7 separate regions of the Mus musculus genome follow, and all the other regions are linked to region 4. Evidence: chromatin contacts called from public HiCAR-type, HiChIP or PLAC-seq and promoter capture Hi-C data. All regions are on one chromosome and are shown on one strand. Each heading gives the region's core, a stretch centred on a gene start, on an enhancer-like site or on the middle of the called end of the contact. The rest is flanking DNA. Distances are from core to core; before and after follow the strand shown. Region 1 holds the start of N4bp1 (NEDD4 binding protein 1). Region 2 holds the start of Ccdc130 (coiled-coil domain containing 130). Region 3 overlaps Gm33391 (a long non-coding RNA gene). Region 4 holds the start of Dnaja2 (DnaJ heat shock protein family (Hsp40) member A2). Region 5 holds the start of D830024N08Rik (a long non-coding RNA gene). Region 6 has its middle 18 kb from the start of N4bp1. Region 7 has its middle 24 kb from the start of Gm39215.

Region 1 (3,058 bases), core at 195-2,694, 1.3 Mb after region 4:
TTCTAGAAACAAATTCTGGTGCCTGATAGGTGGAAGAGTTTGGGAAAAGGTGGGTAGAAGATGTTCAGGAAGCTCCAAACAGGGGGCTTTAAGACATTGGTGACTTCAAACCAAGAGGGGCAGAGAGGGGCATTCTCCTAAGTTCCCAGATCTGACCCTCGAAACACCAAAGAGGAAACAATACCTTATTCCTCAACTTCCTACTCCTCCCCGGGAGCTTAAGATGCTATACAATACACCTTCAGCCTTCTCCCACCCACGGCTTGGAGGACTCTCTTGCATAGAAGCAATTAAATTGCCCGTTCTCCTGGCAACCTGTCGACTAACCTGGCTATTTCACTGACTCAATGAGATTTTAGAGGCATAAGCGCCTCCGCGGTCAAATTTTGCTGTTTTCTGACAAGGGGGAGGGGCTGATGGCGGTGCTGAATCTGAAATACTGATTATACACAAGGTGAGTCACCGCTTAGTTTCAGTTTCTCCAGTTGTTCATTTAATAGAAGGAACAAGCCCTATCAAAACGTATTCGCCGGATTTTTAAAGCCTGCGTATTCCTTTTGTGGTACTCGGCGGAATGTCAGAAGTGTAACAACCATCATTTAATCGTAGAACACCAACACTACAGGAATAATATTTTTAACGCAGCTACCAAATATTCTACCTCTGAAGCGTCTGGTCATTACATGCGTTCCCTTCCTGATTTCCTAGAGGTTCAGGCCTAAGATTCCCAAAGGGTTTAGAAGCCCTGGAGTGGCGGCCTGGAGGGTGAAGACCAACCAGGAGCATCGAGCCTTGCGCACATCCAAGGGACCAGCGGACGGAGGGAGCGCGAGCCCGCTCAGCGCGCGTGCTCCGGGGCCTGATGGCTCTGCGTTCTGCGCACTTCGCGAGGGACCAGTCAGGGAGATGCTTTCGCAGCGCCCTTTACAAACAGGGACCCCGAGGCTCCCAGGACGGACCCGCTCCGAGCGCCCCGCGCGCGGCCCGTGCGAGCCAGGCCGGACTCACCTTGGCGCTGTGCACCGCCTCCTGCGCGCCGCGGAGTTGCAGCCAGATACGCGCGGGCAGCGGCTCCTCCGCCCCGAGGGCGCCGAGCACGGCCAAGCCCACCCCGAACAGAGCCTCGATGCGCCCGCGGCTCCGCTCCAGCAGCGCCGCCTTCTCCGCGGGCGCCGTGAACTCATCCAGCACCACCCGGGCCGCCATGGCGGGCGCGGCCTCCCGGGGCGCCGGGGGCCAGCGGCGGCGACGCCCCCTCAGCGTGCCGCCGCTGCACCGAGCCGCTCAGGAGGCGTGGGCCGTGCCGGCCTCCTCGCCCGCCCGCAGGCCCCGCTACACCATCACGACACGGCCGCCGCAGCTTAGCAACTGCGGGCAGAGACTCCCCGCCACCCCGCTGCCCCGCTGCCCCGCTGCCCCGCCACGGCCGCCGCCGCCGCCGCCACAGCCGCCACGCATGCGCTCAGCCCGCCGCCGTTGTGGAAACTCGCCGCCCCGTCGCGAAGGGTGCGTTGGTAGGCTGAGGGCAACGGAAGTCGACGCCACACGCTGTCACCATGTTGACCGTGGGCAAGCGTCGGCAGGCGAGGCCTGGGCGGCCATATTTGATAAGGGCCTGATGCCTTTGGGCATCTAGTAGAAGGATTTTACATTGATAGGCAAATGGTGATTCTTTTCCTTCTTTTTACTTCCTTCCTTTCCCCTTTTTACTTACTTCAGAAAAAAAAGAAAAATCGTAACAGGAAAAGAAAATGGGACAACCAGTAAAGAATTAAAAGGCCAAATTGCTGGTCTAGTGTCAATTACTGTCATCCCACTGGGGTGGGAGAATGAGGTAGGCAGATAGTCATTTGCTGAAGGCAAGCCTGAGCTACATAATTCCAAACCAGTTTGAGCTATAAAGTGAAACCTTGTCTCAAAAACCAAACAAGAGCTGTTTCGGTGGAGTGCTTATTGGGTATCATAAGGACTGGGAGTTTGATTTGGCTATCATCACTCCAGGAAAGAGAACAGATCTTCAACCCCAGCTCCAGCTGAGACCTGAGGGCTTGCTGGCTTGCAGCTTAGCTAACAAAAGGCAAAAGGGGAGCCACAGATCCAGGGAGAAACTCAATCTTAAAGGAGTAGATGACATTGTAGAGGAGATCACCCAAAGGCCCCTCTGGCCTCTGCTTAGAGAGAGAGGTGCTTACCATCACACACTTATGCCCATACATTCCACACAAGTATATGCATAACTCTAAAATAAATCTATTTTTTAAAAAGTTGGGCATGGTGTCATAAGCCTAAAATTGTGGTAGCACTTAGATAGTTGAGACCAGAGTCAATCAAACAAAAAACCAAATACCTTCTTCTAATGGCGTGGCCAAGTGAGCAGTTTCTTTACTGTACCTCTGGCATACAGGAAAGGGGAAAGGCAATTTCAGTAGAGTTATGTGTGTTATGTGAGGGGCAAAAATAATAGGGATCATACTGTGGGACTAGGGCAAATAAACCAAACCCTTCTTCTGGCCTGTGTTTCTGTTAAGTCAAAGGCATCACTTGATTCCAATGCTTCCCAGATGTAAGCTTTCTTCTTCTTTTTAATTATTTATTCACTTTATGTATATGAGTACACTGTAGCTGTCTTTGGACACACCAGAAGAGGGCATTGAATCCCACTACAGATGGTTGTGAGCCACCGTGTGGTTGCTGGGAGTTGAACTCAGGACCTCTGGAAGAGCAGTCAATGCTTTATAAACCACCAAACTATCTCTCCAGCCTGACATAAGTTTTCTTGAATCCTTAAAAACAAATTGTGAAAGATAAAGTATTGGTTTCTGTAGCTGGTTTTTGCTACTTTATGGGTTCTTCTTTCTCCCACACTTTATCCCCCTACCCCAGTTTCACTCCCTATCACGAGGTAGGAGAGAAAGAAGGGTAGAGGAGAGAGAGGGAGAGAGATTTCTGAACCTAATTTCTTCCCTTTTGTTCCTTCTTTGAGAATGACTACTAAGAAACAGTAACCAACCCTACCTATTGGGGCTCCAGCACTTATATACCCTCTGGAAAGTTCCCA
Region 2 (2,949 bases), core at 356-2,855, 1.3 Mb before region 4:
CTTCCCCCACATGGGGGATGGAACTCAGATAGCCAGGCTTGGTGTCAGTGTCTTCACCTACTGAGTCATCATCACACGTCCTGACCCAGATACCTTTGGTGGCCAAGTACTTCAATGCCCAGCCAGGTTTGCGAGGCACAGCTACCTGAGTTTAAATTCAAGCTCCATTCTTTACCAGCTGCGGACCTGGGTCTGACTGTTGTGGAGTGCCTGCTCATCGCCTGTCAGAAGAGAATACAGACCAGGGAGTGATGGTGTATGCCTTTAATCCCAGCATTCGGGGTGTGTGTGTGTGTGTGGAACCAGGAGGGTACACACTGAGTTCGAGACCAGTATGGTCCACAAAGCCAAGTTCCAAGCTAGCCAGAACCAGACAGGAAGACCCTGTCTCAAAAAGCAAAATCAAAACAAACAAAAATTAAAAACAGAGGGAAATGGGAGCGGGAGTGACTCTGGGGTTTGCTATAATGAAAAAGTGTATGGGCTGGTAGTGTGGACACCCAGCTTGAAGTGCTATGTGCTTGGGGTCTGCTTTACAATGTTGAACATGTTTGTTTTGGAGACATGCCTTTCTGTGTAATCCCGGCTGGCCTAGTACTCCAGATCTTCCAGCCTCAGCTTCTGAAGTCTTAAATGGCTAATCACCACAGGTAGTATCACAGCCAGATTACACCCAGTCTGCTCAGGTGGATGCACAGGGGCTCTTCTGTGCCAAGGGTCATTCCTGACCTCAAATGCCACAGCAGACCACAGCTTGGGCATCAATCTCCTCTCTGCTGCTTCCTAGCTGCCTGACTCTGGGCCAGGGGCTACCTGGATCCCAGTTTCTCCATTTGGGGAAAAAAAAAAGTTTTCTAAAGGATTCAGCCGCTGAGACTGCCTTTGGGAGTCATGACAGGTGTTAAGTATTGAGAAGAACAGGCATGGGACAAAGAAAAGTGACAATTTCAAATTTCTCCTACTTACTAACAACTATAAAAAATATTTTTGTTATGTGTATGTGTGTGCAGAAGTGAGTTCAGGTGACCGGAAAGGGTAGAGGGTTGGATTCTCTGGAGATACAGGCAGCTGTGAGCTCTGGGAACTGAACCCTGGTCCTCTGCTAGAGAGCAGGTCAAGTTCTTAACCGCGGAGCCACCTCGCCAGCCCCTTACAAATTACATTTATTTGTTCTGCGTGTGTTGGCAGAGTGTGCAACGAAGTGAGAATGTAGATCAGAGAACAGCCTACAAGAATCGATTCTTTCAACATGCTCAGGGGTCGAACTCTCATGTTGTCAGGTTTGGCCACAAGCGCCACTACCAGCTAAGCCACCTTGCCGGCCCCCAAGCTACTGTTCCCAAGCACTATGTTTCAATTCAGGCTAGGAGGGCTCATCTTCAGCATGAAGACGCCTAGAGGTGCCATTGGCCTAAAACGGAGGCTGGGCCCTGGGAACCCGCTCGCGTCCGCAGATACAGCATCTCCCGTGCCAGGACGCAGTGGTGGGATTGAGGACCTGCCACCCCCGTTGCCGTCGCGGACCGGTCCTCACCCCGTACCTACCTGCCCTCTCCCTGACGTCACGCCTCCACCAGCCCGGAAGCACACCCGGAGCCAGGAACCCGCAGAGCGCCCGCCTCTGCGGCCCAAAAGCGCCTGCGCAAGCTGGAGCGAGGCACTTTCGTCATCTTGATTGGCTGAGGCTATTGCAGACTGACCAATTCAGGCCTGTCTAGCCGTTAGAAGCCCCGCCCACCGGGAGTGGTCCAATTGGAGATGGCTTCCTCCCGGAAGATCTACTTTGGCACCGCCCAGCCCTCCCTGGCGGTTGCGTTTTCGAAGGAGCTGATTCGTCATTTTTAAGCTTTGATTTGACTGACGTTTGAGACCGGTTTTCTTGTATCCCAGTTTGACCCTGCATCTCATTATATTGCTGAAGATGACTCTGAATTTCTGACTCGCCTTGTGATATCCAAGTAGTGGGATTACCAATACAGCCCAGGCTATTTATTTATGGATTTTAAAAAATTATGTTTATGACCAGACGTGGTGGCCAACACCTTTAATCCCAACACTCTGGAGGCAGAGGCAGGTAGTCTACATAATCAAAGGCCTGTCAGGAGTACACTGTCTCAAAAAAATACATATGTATGTGTGTGGGTGAGTGCTAGTGTGCCACGACTGAGGGAAGTAGAGTCAGAGGGATATTTGTAGGTCTCTGGGCAAGTATGTGGTGCATACATATATGCAGCCAAAACACCTGTTCAGGTAAATAAATCTTAAAAGTACAAAGCAATGCCGGACGTGGTGGCTCACGCCTTTAATCCCAGCACTTGGGAGGCAGAGGCAGGTGGATTTCTGAGTTCGAGGCCAGCCTGATCTACAAAGTGAGTTCCAGGACAGTCAGGGCTATACAGAGAAACCCTGTCTCAAAAAACAAAACAAAACAAAAACCCAAAACAAAAAGTACAAAGCAAAGCCGGGGGACGGTGGCACACGCCTTTAATCGCAGCACTAGAGAGGCAGAGGCAGGTGGATCTCTGAATCTACAGAGTGAGTTCCAGGACAGCCAGGGCTACAGAGAGAAACCCTGACTCGAAAAAAATCTGCCCCCCCACCCCCACCAAAAAAGTAGAAAGCAGAAAAAAAGAGGTTTATTCAATGGTGGCACTTTAGAAAGCGATTCGGGGAAGGGACACTCTTAAGTTCTGGTGTGAGATCATGGTTTAAAGGTACAAGGATCTCACATCTAAGCAGTCTTGGTCAAGGTGTGGTCCCGCCCACCATTGACCCACCATTGTCTGGGCTTCAGTCTCATCCTGTAAGTTGGTCTGCAAAACCTAGAACTGGGTGAAATCTCTTTCCAGAAGACTTTCTCTTCCCCCTCTGGCTGGCGCCCTTTCTTTTGCCCACCATGAGATTCCTGGGGAAATTCCCATTTCTTTGGAGTTCATTATTTTATGGTCT
Region 3 (3,040 bases), core at 237-2,736, 1.4 Mb after region 4:
ATGCCCTTCCCCCAAATTATATAGTCCCTGGTTCATCCTGAATACAGCATATGCATCCAAGTCCATCCCCAACAAAGCAATCTGAACAAGGTAAGAGAGTCTCAGACAGCTGCTTCATTGGATACTGCCACGAGGAAGGCCTTCACCTAAAAGAGCCACAACACTATGACTCCAGAAGAGGGCCTCTCTTTTCCTGCCTTCCATAACCAGACAGGAATCCCACCAGTCCTGACTTCACTTCCCCTTCCAGCCTGGTGTGCAGCAGCATCTGCCATGGAGGCAGAACACTGGACCACAAACCTCTGAAAACTCTAAGCAAGCCCCAATGAAGTGCTTTCTCCTGTAAGAGTTACTTTGGTCATAGTGTCTCTTCACAGCAATAGGACAGTGTTGCTGGCTGTTTCTTTCCTGCCTCGGCATGGTACCCACGTAAGTAAAGCAACGGAGAGGCTGTGGCTGGAATTAACTCTCTGACAGAAGCGATCCCAGAGGAAGAAGCAGGAGTGATTTCTGTTGAGTCCACGGTCACAGGACTTGCTTGGGCATCTCCGCTGTGGGAGCTTTGCCTGTGACCACCATCTAGGAGGCAGAGAAGGGAACACTGGACCTCAGCTGGCTTTCTCCTCCCTTCCCTTTTATTCAGCCTGGGATCTGGTAGATGGGGTGTTGTCATTCATCTGCAGGGTGGATCCCCCTGCCTCAGTGAATTCTCTCTGAAAATTCTCTTACAGGGACACCTAGAGATGTGCTCAGTAGCCTCCTAGGTAATTCTAAATCCAGCCACGTTGACAGTGAAGATTAACCATCATGGTGGGTTTAGAAAAGCTGTGTCAGATTGCTAGGTGACCTTAACAACTCAGTTGCCTCCTCTTTGTTTCTGTTGTCTGGACAAGAAATGCCTTCCATAGGCTCACATATTTGAATACGTGTTCCCTAGCAGGTAATGCTATTTGGAACATTTGAGAGTTGGAAACTTTCAGAAGGAAGTGGGTCACAGAAGGAAGTGGGTCACCAGGGGTGGGCTTTGGGGATTCATAGCCTAGTCCCACTTCCTGTTCTCTCTTTCCTGCTCCTGTTGCCTTCTGTTCTCTACCACAATTGACTATGTCTCTCATAGAACTGTAAGCCAAAATAAACCCTTTTCTCCTATACATTGCTTCTGTCAGGGAATTTTATCACAACATTGAGAAAGTAACTAAGACAGATGGGAAAGATGATTTCTAACATCCCTAGCTCCTAGAATGTAGTGTATGGGGACTGATTCCTGATATCTGGATGGCAGAGCTAAAGTTTCATCTGAAATATTTTTTCCTTTCTGATTGTGTTCAGCCTATTGAGTCTTCTTTTGCTGGTGGTCTTTAGGTGGCAAAGCAAGGTGGGGCTAGCTGGAAAAGGGGCTTTGTAGGGTAGCTTTTCACACAGACCAGGGGCCTCCTTAAACTACAGCAGACAGACTTGCTGGCAGTACAATGGGCTCTCACAGCTGTTGACAGGAATGCTGGAAATTTGGGACCAGACTCTGTGTCCAAGGACACTGGCAGCATTCTGATTCTGTAGTAGATGTTTAATGGCTGCGGAACCTCAGCCCTTCTCACTCCCATTCCTTATATGCATTACAGAGGCATCTGTTTTGCGTTTGTGCTTGGAGTATAATTGTGACCAGCAGTGGATACTGGATTCTGCCCATCTCTACTGAGGCACCGCTGATGACTATCAACACCATGCCAGAAGACCAAGAAGAGGGCCATGAAGTGGGGAAGAGGAACCAAAAATTTCCCTGTGTGATGAGGGTTGGTGTCTTGATTTTCTTTGGTTCGGATTCTCCTCAAACTGAAGAGCTATCTCCCTGCTGCGTAGCCCAATAAAAGACAGCACCATACAGGTATACCGAGAGGAGTGTGAGGCTGTTCACTGCAGAGCTCTAGGGGGCGCTATTCACACTGTGGTCTAAGCAAATGGGTGTCTGTAGGGCTTGTGCTGACTCCCAGCGGCTGCCTCTGGGGTAGCAAACCTCTCCCATGCACCTGCCCTTTCTCTTTAGTTCCCAGCACTCCTCTGTGCTCTGCATCCTCAGAGGCTACTGGACCACATTTAGAATCACAGCGGCGATCCGGACACATCAAAGGTCTTAACTGCTACCTTCTTGATGTGACTTGGATGGCGAGCACACCAATTTTCATCTGAGTGTTTGTACAAATGCAAAGCGGCGAAGCGATCATTTGCTCGTTTTAGAGTTTGTGTCCCTCAGGTACGCCTCTCTCTTTCCTCTTCAAACCTTTACAAAACCCATTTTCCTCTGCTCACAAAACGCCGTGTGGATCTTATGCAAGAAGTTAATACTAACCCTGTAGTAGACAGGCTTTTATTTAATGCTTTTATTTAACGTTCAATGTTCAGTGCCAATGGAGAGAGATTACTAGCGATTTTTAATCAACAAAGGCGCCTCCAACAGTTGTTAAAGGCTTGAAAATAGAGTTTAAAAGAAGATCCTTTTTCTTCCAATCACCTTACAAAATCCTATACTTGGCTCTGCTTGGCTGAGCTGTTTATGTTCATTTTCGAAGGTTTAATAACAGGAAATTCTCTTTCCATTATTTTATCTAGAATCCTGTATTTTGACAGAAAGCCGGGAAGCCTTTCCACTTTTTTACATTTTGGTTCCCTCGCTTCTCAAAGTAAAAGTAGTTCAATTAAATATCATTTGAGGGCTCCTTCGAGGCAGAGACCTTTGGAAATTGCTCTAACCCTTTAACATTTAGAAAGGCATATTTATAGAAGCGGGGTGTCTTGGCAGCGTGTGCTTGCCGCTCGCTCGGAGAGGGAGAGAATCCCTGTGCTTCTCTCTGAAGAGGGAAGTCATTCCGTTTCAAGGCTGGCTATTAGGTGTAATGAAGAAGCTGCCTAGACGGGGCCCCCAGTGTCACAAGCCCATCAGGCAGGAGCCGTGTGGAGGCTGCAAATGAACAAGGAGAGAGGCTGCTTCTGTGTTCACTGGGTTAGGGCAACATCAGGTTAGATGTCTGGGAGTGATCAGGAAATC
Region 4 (2,949 bases), core at 188-2,687:
CCAGCATTTGGATTCTTATCAGGGTGGTATTCTTTGGCTAACTTTCGGTATGCCTTCAAAAAAGATTTTGGATAAGAGTTATACACAGCAAACAATTTAAGATATTCACTTTTCTGAGAAGCAATGTTCTAAAGTTACAGCCTTCCAAAAAATGTCACTTATTATTTAACGTTTTCCACTTCAATAGTATTTACTAATAATATACCCAAAGTTACTGAAGAAAAATACAAATAAAACAACAAAGAAGATACTGAAACATTTTTTCTTTCTTTTTTTACAAACTATTATCAAATGTCTTTGATGGCCAGTAGCCAGACCAAGGAGACCACAATAACCAAACAAATTTTAGATTGAGTGACTACGTTTTACAGAAACTCAAGCACTACTACAAATTAAGCATAGGATACTTCTACCAAGTATCTCTCCCCATGCTGGCTGGCTCCTCTGCCTGCCCTCTAACAGGACACCCAGGAGGTCCTAAGTGATGTTTTACTCGCACACGGTCGGCTAACTGGGGTCTTAGGTGGTGGTGAAACTACATACTTTCAATTAAGCGATGTGGTTAAGCACCATGTAAGTCCTCACACAGACTCATGAATTATATAACACAGCCTACCATTTCCGGTAGGGTAACAGGAAGTCTTTTTCTTTGGACTTTACCAGTCCCAGTACTTACGGGACATTCTTATTTTTCTCAGTTTACAAATGCGGATTGGATCCCGACAGCCAGAGAAGATGCTGACTTTATTAATACCCCAAGTCCCGAGATGATTTGGAACTACTACAAAGGACAACAATAAGACGTGTCTTATTTTTAGGGAGTGCACGCTCAGGTGTTTGGCTGGGGCACACGACTCATCCCCGAAGCGGCCACGGGGTATTTAGATCTCCAGCCCACAGAACAATGCTTCCAAACAGACCCACGCCGCTCCAGCTGCCGGGCGAGCGAGGCTGAGGGAGGAGCCTGCTCAGCGCCGGGGGCTGCGGCCCTCAGCCCCACACCGGCGCCGGCGGTCAGCTCCTCCCCGGCCCGGCGGCGCGAGCACCGCGGTCCGACCTGTTTTTCCGGGTGGCCCCGGGCGCCGAGCTGGCGGGCCGCGTCTGCGCAGGGCCGGGCGGGCGGAGGCCCAAGGTCAGCCGAGCCGACTGCGCCCCCGCCGCCGCCGCGCCTCAGCCCGGCTCAGGCCGCCCAGACCGCGCAGGCCCCGCGCCCTCGCCCCGCCCGCCGGCCGGCTCGCTCCAGTACCTTCTTCAGCTCGTTCTCGCTAGCGCCGGGAGGGACGCCCAGGATGTCGTACAGCTTCGTGTCGGCCACGTTCGCCATGGCGGCCTGCCGGGCAGCACTCGCAAGCAGGCGGCGGAGCGGAAGGAGCGCGACCCGGACCACGAGCGGCGGCGGCGCAGGCCGAGGAGACGGCGCGGGGAGGCAGGCGGGGCTGAACTTTGACCCGGCGCAGCGCCATGACGTCGCCACAAGGCCCCGCCTCCGGGGCCGGGCGGGGCGGGGTTGGGCGGTGGGCGCCCGAGAGCGGCTGGTGGGGCCCTTTCCTGTCGCCGCTCCGTGACGCGCGAGCGACCGCGGAGTGGAGGGGAGCGGTGTGCGGCGTTCATAAAGAACTCTCGGTGCGGCTGAGGCCTGAGGGAAAGAAGCCGGCGTGGAATCCTCACGGGGTGGTCCCCCCGGGGCCACGGTGAAAAACAGCACGTGGGTGTGAGTGTGTGAGGTTCCCAAATAGCGAGTTACGCCCGTGATGTGATTTCATCAACACCTTCACTAACTCATTTCATCTCCTTAACTTCCCCCTCAGCACCTCTGCGTAGGGGAAACAATTTCATTCATAAATACTCAGATTTATACCTAGCAGACGAGGTTTTAAAGGCATAGCCATCCTGTCACATCGGAGGAAAGGACAAATCTTTTTTACACATTCCCAGTTGGTTTCGGGGCATCCAGATAAACCAAAGTCACCCTGTTCCACCGGGATCATGTGTTCAAGTGTCTCACTTGACAGCTTTAAAATTAGCTAACGCCAAAGGTTTGGTTGGCATAAGACAGTATGGCAGCGTGCCGGCACTTGGTGGCTGTCAGTCGAGTTTCGTTTTGCTTTAGCTTGAAAGATTTCTGTGCTTTACCACATTCCAGAATGTATAGCTTGCCTTCCAACTGGTTTTCCGATAGTAAAACACTTCTGGTCAGTTGAAAACCTGAACTGGGAAACAATTGCTCATTGGCCATAAGTCTGTCAGTGGAGGTGATACACCTTTCTTGTTATTCTTCTTGACCGAGTTTTGGAGGTCCTTCACTGCCGTGCTAAGACTTCTGAAATTTAACCTGAACGCTCAGAAGAGTCTCATGAGAAGTTAGATGCTCCTTCTGCTATTCAAAATGCCCCTTAACCTGTAGTGTTTTCCTTAATTCATAACCTGGTGAACCTTCCTGTCTTATTTGATGTTCGTTTTCCTGATAAGTATGATTTATGACATGAATGCTGTTCTCACATGTGAGTCAAAATTCTTTAATAGAATATAGCTTATCTATCTGGTTTCCAGGACTTATTTGGAGGTTTCTAGCAGGGGACCACAGCTATTTTATACCCTTTTGCCAAAGATTAGCCTCTCTTCTTGATCAAATACCCAGTTTCAGGAAGGGACATACAAAGAAGAAGAGGGAACACTCACCCACACACCCAGATCAGCCAAAATAACCCTGGGGCAGATGTTGAAGTCAGATCATCCTTCTTCTGACTTTGAATTTTACAAAGACCCCTAATCATTCAAGAGTGTAAGTCCTGAAATTAGATTGTATAAGCTGGGAGCTTGGCTCTGCCTTCTTTTAACAGTAAGCTTGGCTCTGCAATGTATTTTCTGAGGTTACTTCCTCAGTGCAAGATGCTATTTATTTTTAATGGTATTTATGGTCTGGGGATGAGGCTTAGCTGGTAGAATGCT
Region 5 (3,244 bases), core at 348-2,847, 2.0 Mb before region 4:
TGGCACATGCAGGCGAGGCTAGTGGGGTAGCAGACTCAGCCAGGGCCAATCCAGCCTCCACCCTCCCTCCCACCCCCACCTTCCTCCGGGCCCACTCACTGCACCACCGTATGCCGACTGGACGTAAAGTCGTATTTGCGGCCATAAATGAAGGGTACCCGGAAGTAGAAGAGCAGGTAGATGAAAAGGGGCCCGGCATACTCCGTCAGGAAGACCTGGGAGTACCCAGAGACAAGGTGAGTCGCCCCAGGGTAGCTGAAGGCAGAGACCAGGGAAGGAGTCAGAGCTCACCGTCACCCAGCTGATCTGGGCCCCGAGGTCCCGGAAGTAGAGTGTGGCTGTGGTGCCCACAGGAAGCTTCTGTAAGACATCTTCATCTTTCAGGGACTTCCCCTCTACAGAGAGAAGTCAGTATTTGGTTACTGCCCTGGTTTCCTGACCCCAAGAGCCCAAGGGATAGGCTGATGGACAGCTGTACTCACTGGGGTCCAGGCGGAGGGACTGGCGGGCAGGATACCACTGCGGGTCTGCCAGGAGAAGGTCAGGGGTTGCATCACCTAATCTGGCAAGGCTCAGCCTACCCACGCCCCAACTTGGCCTGCCTCTAAAGGCTTCCAGAACTCTAGGACCCCCCCCCCCCAGCTCCTCCCACCTGTGCAAGGGCACACAGGATAGGCAGCGACAGATTTTATTTTTTACCCCTTTGGATAGATAGCACAAGAGCATTCCTGCTGGTGACCACACAGGGGCAGCCTGCCCAGTCAGCCGGGCCTCACTCACTGTTCCAGTGTGCTGAGAGGCAACAAGCCGATGAGGGAAAGGCATGCGGAGGCATGCGGGCCCAGGTCACATCCAGAGGGGAGGCAGGAGTGGGGGGTAGATGTGTCGGGAGCGGGGGGACACGTATGTCAGGAGCAGGAATAGGTGTGTCGGGAGACTCACGTGTCTTGGTGAAAAGGGTCTTGATTTCAGAAATGGTGGCCTGAGGCTCTACCTAAAGGAAAACAAGGTGTAAGTCCGGAGGGAGCCAGGCCTAGGATGGGGGAGGGGGTCCAGGTACAGGCAGGTCAGGAACAAGCTAGCTGACTTCACGGGGTACATCCGTCCTCCACCTCCTTTACGGACACAGAGCCCTCCCAAGGCTGCCTTGTCCCTTCCCACACCAGGCTGTCAGCTTCCAGCCCCACAGAGGGGCCCCAGCTGCTCACTCTAGCGCAGTGGTTCTCAACCTTCCTAAAGCTGCCACCCTTAGTACAGTTCCTCATGGTGTGCTGACCCCAACCAGAACATTATTTCATTGCTACTTCATACCTGTAATTCTGCTGATATGAATTGTAATATAAATATCTGCTATGCAGGATATCTGATAGGCAACCCCAATGGGGTCTCAGCCCACAGGTTGAGAACCGCTGCTCTAGATGAAGACAATACCCTTTACATGCCTTCTGAAGGACAGGGAGGGCCACCGATGCCTGCATAGCCCTACAGGAGCTGTAAGGAACAGGGACCCAGCCCTCCTGGCACTTCACCCCCAGGGGTGCAGTCCTACCTTGTCCAGGAAGCACAGCTTCTCCCTCGTCTTTGCATCCCGAATCTCCACCTCAAAGAAGAGGACAGCCTTTTTATGCTTCTTGGCTGCTTTGTGGGGCATGGGCATGGGAAGACCATCGAGGCCTTGGTGGGCCTCTTTGGCTGCCATGCTCAAGCTGATATCCATGCCACAGCCGCTGGCCCTCCTGCTCTGCCTTCCAGTCTGTGGTGCCCACTGCCAGTCGCCAGCCCCCACCTCCGACCTCTCCTCACAAAGCTGCTGTGAGCTGGGCCGGGCAGCATGATCAAATTCTGCCTCGGTGCTGGAAGGGAGCCTGTGTCTGACCAGGCTCAGCCAGCGCCAACGCCAGATGTAACCCGAGTGGCACCAGGGCCTGGCCTGGCTAAATATAAAACCATCTCAGCCCGAGTCCCCACCAAAGGAGCCACAGTCCTCCCCTGAGGGCTACCCTCATACAGGCAGTTAATTGGGTGGGCACAGGCCCTCAGAAGTGCCAGGGGCATGAAGAAGGAAAAGGCCCACAGCCATGGCAGGCGCCGCAAGCCCAGCCCCGGTGTGCAGCCCTGGCCAACAGGTTACCCAGCCTGGGGAAATGCCAGCTATCTGGAGAATCTCCGAGACAGATCATCCATTTCCACTTCTAAGCTGTAAGGGACACTGGATTATTTCCCTTGTGCATTTGTGTTCCCAGGGAGGTGACAAATTCCAGAGGTACTGGTGCAGAGTTCCCAAGTCCCTCCACCTCCCTCTCCACCGCCTCACTCCTCACAGCTCCTACCACATCAGGCCAACACAATGTGCTCACCCATGGACGAGCCTACCAAAGCCCAACACATACCCTCCCAACACATACCCTGCCTGCACCCCTGGGGTCCACAGTCCCCAAAGGAGAAACCTGCAGGCTGAGGCCAGAAAATATGCATAGGGGCAGGGTAAGGAGGCAGGAGCCCCAGGGGATCTGACCCATCGGACCCAGCAGGTCAGAGAAGATGCTCAACACTGCCCATGCTGGCTGGGGGAGACCCAAGGGCTATGCGGAGATCTGCCACTTTTTTCCAGAAGAAGGGGGCATCACAGGCCAGAGAAGCCAACTGTTGCCACCTACATGCTCCCAACAACAGAGGCCATGGCACGATCCCAGATCTGCTAGGGGTCCTTGAGAAGGCATGGGTGGGCCGACATGGTGCTGGCACACAGAAAGTGTATGCATGTGTGTATGTGTGCATGTACAGGTCGGGAAGCCCCCACGGAGGTAACCCTACACAGTGATGCTGCCCTGTAGGGCCTGGGCTTGAGTTCAGAGCAAGGTTCCTATGCCAGGCAGTGGTACCCAGGCCTGCTTGCCCATATGTGCCAGAGCCTACATCATGGACACAGCATACTCTGGGGCAGATGGCTGAATCCACACAAGGACAATCAGTGCCAGACTGAGCTGTCATACGCTGGGACCCCTCTAAAGAGGACCGAGAGGGGAGGAGCACATGAGGAATGTGCTAGAAGGGGCGAGGTGGCAGGGCTCTGGGCTGGGGCTATATTAATAGTTGCTGAGCCCCTAGAGTCCATGTGAATCACAGGAGGGCGGCACAGTGTGCACTGGGAGGGAAGGCCATGGAGTTCCTGCTGAACCACTCAACAGCTTAAAATACAACCAGCCCCTCTCCCTACTGGGCCAGCTGCCGGGGAGGGCTGAAA
Region 6 (3,023 bases), core at 71-2,570, 1.3 Mb after region 4:
CATGGCCCCAACAACTTTTAGAAGGTGGGGTTGTACCCATCTTACAGACAAAGAAATAGAGGCTTATAGCAATGAAGTACCTCACTTGGAACCCTCACAACTAGGAAGTGACAGTAAGAACAGGCACGGCATATTGTGCTATTCAGGACTTCCCTGTGGACCTGAGGAGACAGAGGTTCCTTGGTTCCTTAGGACTGAGACCTGTGACCTGTAGGATAAGGGACTCTACAGTCCTTCTCTATCCCTGGGTCATAGGAGACAGGTAACAAACCCCAACTGTTGTTAAAAGAGACTAGGTGCTGAGGTAAAGCTCTGAAGCATCTCCCGGCAGCAGTACCGGGTCTGGGGCTGTGAGGAGCCTGCAGTAGGATTTGCTGCAGAATTTCATTGGACCCCTCTTTGTCTGAGAAACCAAGATGGGAGTGAAGTGTGCTTTCCCGAGGCCGAACCTTGATTGGCCAGGGCTCCTCAAGCACATAGGCTCCCGAGGTGGTTTAGTAAAGGGTCACTAGCACCTCCTTGTCCCTTCCCATTGTCTTGTTCCTGCTCCTGCCACAGGTCACCTCCACTACAGCAAGGGAAGAGGTGGGAGCCTGTGGAAGAGGCAATCAACCAGCTGGGGTGGGGTGGGGTGGTAAGGAACGCGGCTCCTCAAGTTGCTAGAATACTTGGCCTAAGACACCAGGGTCAGGCAGTCTCACAGGAAGCTGGGTCTCCGCCCTTCCCCTTGAGCTTCCTAGTAAAAATAACTGATGTTTCCTGAAGCGTTCACATGTGGCAGGAAGGCTGAGCTCGGAGCTGCCAGGTCACCACCAAGATTCCTTTTGTTTTGCAATGGATAGGATAGAAAGAATGTCTCTCTCTCTCTCTCTCTGCCTCACCTCCTCTTCCTCCTCATCACTTCTGCCTTCTTTTTATTTAGAATTCCTAAATTCCTCTTACGGAAGAGCTAAGCTCCTCTTTGCCCTACAGTGTGGAAACAACATCACTGATAATGTCAGGTAATTAATTCAATGGCAAACAGACTGAAACAAATTGTAACTCCAGTGCATTTAGTTTTTGTTCTTTTCTGTTTTGAGAAGAGTTATTATGGCAAGAAACAGTTTCCCTTGCAATTATACTCAACTTAAAAAAAAAAAAACAGAACAAAACAACAAGACTAAGAACACCTTAGGTGTTCAGGGTTCATGTGGCTATTTCCAGAGTCATGAAGAGGGATGGATATAAATGACTTAAATGTGGAAACAAGCATCGCGGCTGGTGATTCTCGACCTTGTGCGATATGAGCTCTTGGGCTAATTGTGCAACCTTTGAAAAAGCCACACTTAGTTTAAGGGTTGGTTCTGCACCCTGCACTGGTCAAACAAAACCTTTGCATAATAAAAGGCTTGGCTTTGCCTATCCCGTAGTTGGTTGGGTCTTTGGTTGGGTCAGACCAAGCCAGGCCCCTCGTTTCTGTTTCTTTTGGGGGTGGGGTCGGATGGGGGGTGTTTTGTTTGTTTGTTTTTTTGTTTTAGACAAGGTTTTCTTCTGTAGCCCAGGCTGGCCTGGAACTCGCTAGGTTGCTAGGGTTGGGGTTTTGAACCTACAGAAATCCTCAGAGTACAGGCACAAACTCCTGTTTATCCGATAGTTTCCTCAAGGAGGATATTTCAGTTCTCTTCCTCTTTTTCCCTCCTGCCAATGTGGTGCTCAGACTTGGAGCTAGAGGATAAAGAGAACATCTCAGAGGTTTTTGCACCTCATAACTTGTCAGTTACTGACTAGCAACTGAAGGAAACGCTTCTGCTTTGAATCGCCTACGCCCTTGGCGCCACCTGCTGGTCGCATCGCGCCAATGCAGCTCTGATCCGTGGAGAATCTAAGCCTACCTTCTGAGCCAAACCTGAGAAAATCTGGTGAGTTGTTGCACACCAGCATCTCCTTCTTTACCCCCAGCATCTCCACACCCAAGCTAGTGCCCTCTGCTCCCCTCGGTATGAGGAGAGCTGCTAGCCTAGGTAGGGGACTAGAGAGATGGCTCGGTAACTAAGGAACTGCAGAGGAACTGAGTTTGAGTCCCAGCACCCAGGGATCCATGGGATTCGACACCTTTGGTCTACATAGACATCCCCTCCCCCCTCCTTCCACCACAGATCTAATCTGGAGGTTTGCTCCCTCAAGCAAAGAGGTCATCAGAGTCACTTCTGAACAGCGATTTCCCCTTGACCCAGGGGCCACTTTTGAAGAACTTCCCTGTGTGTTTGTGACTGCGGACTTGGTGGACCTGTGAGCAGGACATCTGTGGCCCAGCTAGCCATAGGCCTCACTGAATAGACTCTAGCTTACAGTGGGCCCTGGGCTGCATTTTTAACCGGCACCCATTGGACCTGGGCCTCTTTGGCCTGAAGAATCACCTTGCTTAGCAGCATCCTTCCGCAGCTCCGCTTCCAAGCTCCACCGGAAGCCGCTGCGCGCTGAACTGAGCTTTCTCTGGTCTAGGGTCTGCCTTTCCTTTACAAGGATATTCCTTCAGTGCTCATCGCAGGTCCTTAAGGGGCCTGTGTGTGCGTGTGTGCGTGTGTGTGTGTGTGTGTGTAAGCTTAGGGATGTCACTTGACTTTCCTAAAGACAGGGGAATAGTGTTTGATCCAACCAAGTCAGTCGGATTTCAAAACTGCTCCTTCTTATCCACCTTTCCCCCTCTCCTCTTCTCATCCTGTCCCTCCTCGTATTTCCCTTCTTGCCCGGCTCCTTTCTTGTCCCCTTTCCTCTGTTCTCCCCCTCCCCAGTCCTCCTCAGTACCCTCCATCCTTCCCCCTCCTCCCCTTGTCCTCCCCTCCACACTTTGGTATGCTTTACACGGGTCCAGGTTCTCCTAGCATCCCTCGGGCCCCTTCCTGGCAAACCCTGCCCCCAACCCTGAACTTTCCAGCCCAGGGGCAGGGGCTGGGCTCCCCCTCCCCAAGCTCTTTCCTATATAAAACAGACATCTTGGTCTCCTTCTCCTCTCGCCTCTCTTCCTGCTCTTCCCCTTCACCTTC
Region 7 (3,171 bases), core at 73-2,572, 1.2 Mb after region 4:
ATATTACACTCTCCAACTCGTTAGAGACAGCAACAAACATGCAGAATGAAATGTGGGTTGAATTCTTCAGGTATTTTTATTATTATTATTATTATTATTTTAGCTCTGAGCAGCTACTTATGACCCTGCTGCATCTCCCACTGTGTGTAGCATCCTGGGCATCAGGCTTCTTCTGGCTTCTCCAGGCTTCAAGATGAAAGAAAAGCTGAGTGTTAGCTGAACATTGGTAAGAAACCCGAGCCTGTGACGCTTGTTCACAAAGCTTGTGTCACAGACACATGCTGGAAGCTGTGGATACATGACCTCACTTCCTCCCCCAGAAGTATGTGAGATCACTGCTGCCTTGGACCGGGCTATGCTCTGGCTGCTAATGACTGGATCTGGCCCTGGCATTTGCCCTCAGGATATATTAGTTTGCTGTTCCTTGTACAAGCTCTAAATATCTCAGTACAATAATGGTAGTACAACAACCATCAGTATCTGTTCTTTGCTACTTTATTCATTTATTTTCGAGTCAGTATTTAGCAATGTGGCTCAGGCTAGCCTTGAACTTATGACCTTCCTGTCTTTGCCTTCTGAGTGCTGGGTTCACAGGCTTGTACCACCAAACCCCATAACAAATGTCCTCTTCCATGCAATTTCTCCAGTTCTCCATTCACTTTTATTCGGTTTCAGTTTTGAGTCCCAGATGCTGGCAATCCCATTATGATAGATACAAAAGGCACTGTTAGCAGGCCAGAGAGCTAAAGGGTTTTAGGAGTCACGTGCCAAGGACCTTCGATCAAGACCACTCGCTGATTCATTGATTGATTGTAGGGCAGGGACTGAACTCAGAGTTTCACATGAGTTAGGCAAGCACTATATCAAAGAGCTGTCCCCAAGCTGGGCTCCATCACTGCCAGAAGAGGTAGCATGTCAGGCCTGTGGTTGGCGCAGCTGGGATGTCTGGAGTCCTTACTTCAGCTTCTTTGTGCGTCTCTATTCATGCCATTTCTAGTTTCTCCTGTAGGTCTCAGCTATTTACTAGTTAATCTAAATGTGAACAGCCATTTCTTTGACTGTAACAAGCAAAGTCGTGGCAAGTCAATTTTGGTGGAAATCATGCAGCAGGAAGGATCTGGCAGAGGTGAGAGGCAAGCACCAGAGACGGGAAATGCCTATCATGGTTTGAAACAAAAGATACCAGTGGGCTAGGGGAAATACTGTTCCTTCCTGTTATCTTCTGGGAAAACATTTCTTTTTCTTCCCAAGGCAGAGTCTCACGATGGACCCCAGACTAGCCCTGGTCTGCCAGCCCCAGCCTTCATTAACCCATTAAAAAGAAAAACCTCCTGCCTTCCTGTTGTCCTGGGGAGACAAGCTGACAAATGGTAAGTGTGTGCAGAGTGAGTCACGGGAAGCAAACCAGAAAGCAGCATTCCTTCACGCCTTTTGCTTCAGTGCCTGCCTCTAGGTTCTTCCACTGCTGTGGTTCCAGCTTTGACGTCTTTCTAGGGACGACTACTTCTTTCAGTTAAAAGAAACACTTTCTTCCCCAAGTTGCTTTTGGTTATGGTGTTTTATCACAGCAACAGGAACCCTACCTAAGACAACACTAAAATCAATACTAGATCTCCTAGGGTTACCTATGCCTTAACCCTTGACCAGCAGCTACATCCTGATCATGAATTGTCGATCACTGGTTGTCTAGTCATGCCTGTAACCCCAACACCTGGGATACAGAGGCCAGAGATCTCAGCAAGCTCCAGAAAGGGATGGTCTATCTGGGGAGTTCTTGGTCCTGAACCTATGTAAGAGCCAGTTTCAAAACACAACCAAAACCCAGAAACCTTGAATTGCAACACTGCAGAAATTCAGATGTGTTTCCTACTCAAATAGCTTGACTATATCTAATGGCCCGTAGGATAATAATTAGCCTTACACTTTGTTTGAACAAAAATCATCATAGGAAACTTCGATCTGTATACGGCATTTTCTCTAATAAACCATGCTGAATAACGTTCCTGCTGCAGAACTTAAGAATTTTTCTGATTCAGCTCCTTCAAAATGACCGAGATGTGAGCTGGAGAGACGGTCCAAAGGTGAAGGGTACTCTCGTTCCTGCAGGGGTCCCTGGTTCCGTTCCCGGGATGATATGGTGGCTCACAACTCCCTGTAAACTCCAGCTCCAGGGGATCTGATGCCCTCTTCTGACTTCCATGGGCACTAATTGTGCATATGGTGCACATGCATACATGCATGCAGATAAAACACACATAAAGTAGAATGAATACATCAAATTTAAAATCCTACTGACAATGACTGTTCTTAACTCCTGGTGGGAGTTTCCCACGGGTGAGCCCGTTTCCTATTTTCAGAGGAACCCTTTAAGAACTCCTTGGCTCCCTGGCTGTAACCTGTGTCAGGTTCCACCGCTTGCCTTACCCTGTCCTACCCCACCCACCAGGTGCTATTCTTCCTTTTGGTGACTATTGAATAGAGCTCTAGTGTTAACTTTTCATTCACAAAAGCAACTTAAAGGCGGGATCTTCACTCCATCTCAGGGCAGCAGAGGTTTCCGTGCACAGCATGATGGCTCTATCATTTTTAGGCTTGTAGCAAGTCAAGGACCGCCTGGCAGAAGATATGGAGGAGGGAAGCTGAAGAGGTGCTGTCTTAGGGTTTTGCTGCTGTGAACAGACACCATGACCAAGGCAAGTCTTATAAAAAACAACATTTAATTGGGGCTGGCTTACAGGTTCAGAGGTTCAGTCCATTATCATCAAGGTGGGAGCATGGCAGTATCCAGGCAGGCATGGCGCAGGAGGAGCTGAGAGTTCTATGTCTTCATCCAAAGGCTGCTAGTGGAAGTCTGACTTCCAGGCAACTAGGGTGAGGATCTTATGCCCACACCCACAGTGACACACCTACTCCAACCAGGCCACACCTCCAAATGGTGCCACTCCCTGGTTCAAGAATATACAAACTATCACAGGTACCCATCACAGACACAACCCACAGACCCACTTGCTCTAACTAATTGCTCTAACCAGTTGGTGTGATGTCTCCAGTGGGTTATTCAGGGAGGAGGGTCAACACCCACACAAGCCAGTCACCTCTCAGTGGTGCCACCAGCGAGAGACCAAGCCTCTAAAAAGCATAGGAGCTTTTGGGAGGCTATGTAACCATTTG

What was found. Promoter capture Hi-C pulls out the DNA fragments that hold promoters and counts their contacts. HiCAR-type assays count read pairs that join an accessible place to other places. HiChIP or PLAC-seq counts read pairs in DNA pulled down with a chosen protein or histone mark.
Region 1: a HiCAR-type map of astrocytes shows a contact between it and region 4, with 6 times the contacts expected there. The contact joins the promoter of N4bp1 here to the promoter of Dnaja2 in region 4. A contact is called at or near these places in 20 of 39 promoter capture datasets (the 3T3-L1 cell line, 3T3-L1-derived adipocytes, the C10 cell line and 13 more), 11 of 484 Hi-C or Micro-C datasets (B cells, the C10 cell line, CD4 T cells and 8 more), 15 of 115 datasets of contacts at active chromatin or transcription factors (the 230-238 cell line, the NIH/3T3 cell line, astrocytes and 9 more) and 5 of 9 other capture datasets (adipose tissue, embryonic stem cells, liver and 2 more).
Region 2: a promoter capture Hi-C map of pre-B cells shows a contact between it and region 4, with 3 times the contacts expected there. The contact joins the promoter of Ccdc130 here to the promoter of Dnaja2 in region 4. A contact is called at or near these places in 2 of 39 promoter capture datasets (erythroid cells and pre-B cells).
Region 3: a contact with region 4 is called in an H3K4me3 HiChIP or PLAC-seq map of embryonic hindbrain, with 13 times the contacts expected there. The contact joins the enhancer-like site here to the promoter of Dnaja2 in region 4. A contact is called at or near these places in 7 of 39 promoter capture datasets (the SN4741 cell line, cranial neural crest, frontonasal cranial neural crest and 4 more) and 6 of 115 datasets of contacts at active chromatin or transcription factors (astrocytes, embryonic forebrain, embryonic hindbrain and 3 more).
Region 5: a contact with region 4 is called in a promoter capture Hi-C map of pre-B cells, with 2.2 times the contacts expected there. The contact joins the promoter of D830024N08Rik here to the promoter of Dnaja2 in region 4. A contact is called at or near these places in 1 of 39 promoter capture datasets (pre-B cells) and 1 of 484 Hi-C or Micro-C datasets (CD8 T cells).
Region 6: a contact with region 4 is called in a promoter capture Hi-C map of pre-B cells. The contact joins the enhancer-like site here to the promoter of Dnaja2 in region 4. A contact is called at or near these places in 11 of 39 promoter capture datasets (the 3T3-L1 cell line, the C10 cell line, cranial neural crest and 6 more), 1 of 15 datasets of contacts at CTCF or cohesin (large pre-B cells), 2 of 484 Hi-C or Micro-C datasets (the C10 cell line and centroblasts), 11 of 115 datasets of contacts at active chromatin or transcription factors (astrocytes, embryonic forebrain, embryonic hindbrain and 8 more) and 2 of 9 other capture datasets (adipose tissue and embryonic stem cells).
Region 7: a HiCAR-type map of astrocytes shows a contact between it and region 4, with 4 times the contacts expected there. The contact joins the enhancer-like site here to the promoter of Dnaja2 in region 4. A contact is called at or near these places in 2 of 39 promoter capture datasets (embryonic stem cells and hippocampal neurons) and 4 of 115 datasets of contacts at active chromatin or transcription factors (T-cell acute lymphoblastic leukemia, astrocytes, large pre-B cells and 1 more).

What each region holds. Positions count from the first base shown.
Region 1 is chr8:86,883,814-86,886,871 of GRCm38.p6, forward strand. It overlaps N4bp1 (NEDD4 binding protein 1), which reads right to left and starts at 1,445. Exons shown (of 7, transcript NM_030563.2): 1 at 1,009-1,445. The coding sequence starts at 1,206.
Region 2 is chr8:84,268,797-84,271,745 of GRCm38.p6, forward strand. It overlaps Ccdc130 (coiled-coil domain containing 130), which reads right to left and starts at 1,606. Exons shown (of 10, transcript NM_026350.3): 1 at 1,546-1,606.
Region 3 is chr8:86,924,490-86,927,529 of GRCm38.p6, forward strand. It overlaps Gm33391 (a long non-coding RNA gene), which reads left to right. Exons shown (of 2, transcript XR_001778757.2): 2 at 1,620-1,885. Among named protein-coding and RNA genes, the nearest start is that of Gm33391, 4.8 kb to the left of the region's middle. Within about 2 kb of position 1,487, at least 1 of the 459 cell types and tissues checked has an H3K27ac peak or open chromatin away from gene starts, as enhancers often do.
Region 4 is chr8:85,553,924-85,556,872 of GRCm38.p6, forward strand. It overlaps Dnaja2 (DnaJ heat shock protein family (Hsp40) member A2), which reads right to left and starts at 1,438. Exons shown (of 9, transcript NM_019794.5): 1 at 1,247-1,438; 2 at 1-53. The coding sequence starts at 1,324.
Region 5 is chr8:83,572,929-83,576,172 of GRCm38.p6, forward strand. It overlaps D830024N08Rik (a long non-coding RNA gene), which reads left to right and starts at 1,598. Exons shown (of 3, transcript XR_003947410.1): 1 at 1,598-3,244. Tecr (trans-2,3-enoyl-CoA reductase) reads right to left here. Exons shown (of 13, transcript NM_134118.5): 2 at 1,550-1,600; 3 at 943-994; 4 at 483-527; 5 at 292-395; 6 at 100-215; 7 at 1-18.
Region 6 is chr8:86,901,486-86,904,508 of GRCm38.p6, forward strand. No RefSeq gene overlaps it. Among named protein-coding and RNA genes, the nearest start is that of N4bp1, 18 kb to the left of the region's middle. Within about 2 kb of position 1,321, at least 44 of the 459 cell types and tissues checked have an H3K27ac peak or open chromatin away from gene starts, as enhancers often do. A contact at or near this core is called in adipose tissue, embryonic stem cells, memory CD8 T cells and 3 more, where this site is marked.
Region 7 is chr8:86,800,854-86,804,024 of GRCm38.p6, forward strand. No RefSeq gene overlaps it. Among named protein-coding and RNA genes, the nearest start is that of Gm39215, 24 kb to the right of the region's middle. Within about 2 kb of position 1,323, at least 24 of the 459 cell types and tissues checked have an H3K27ac peak or open chromatin away from gene starts, as enhancers often do. A contact at or near this core is called in astrocytes, where this site is marked.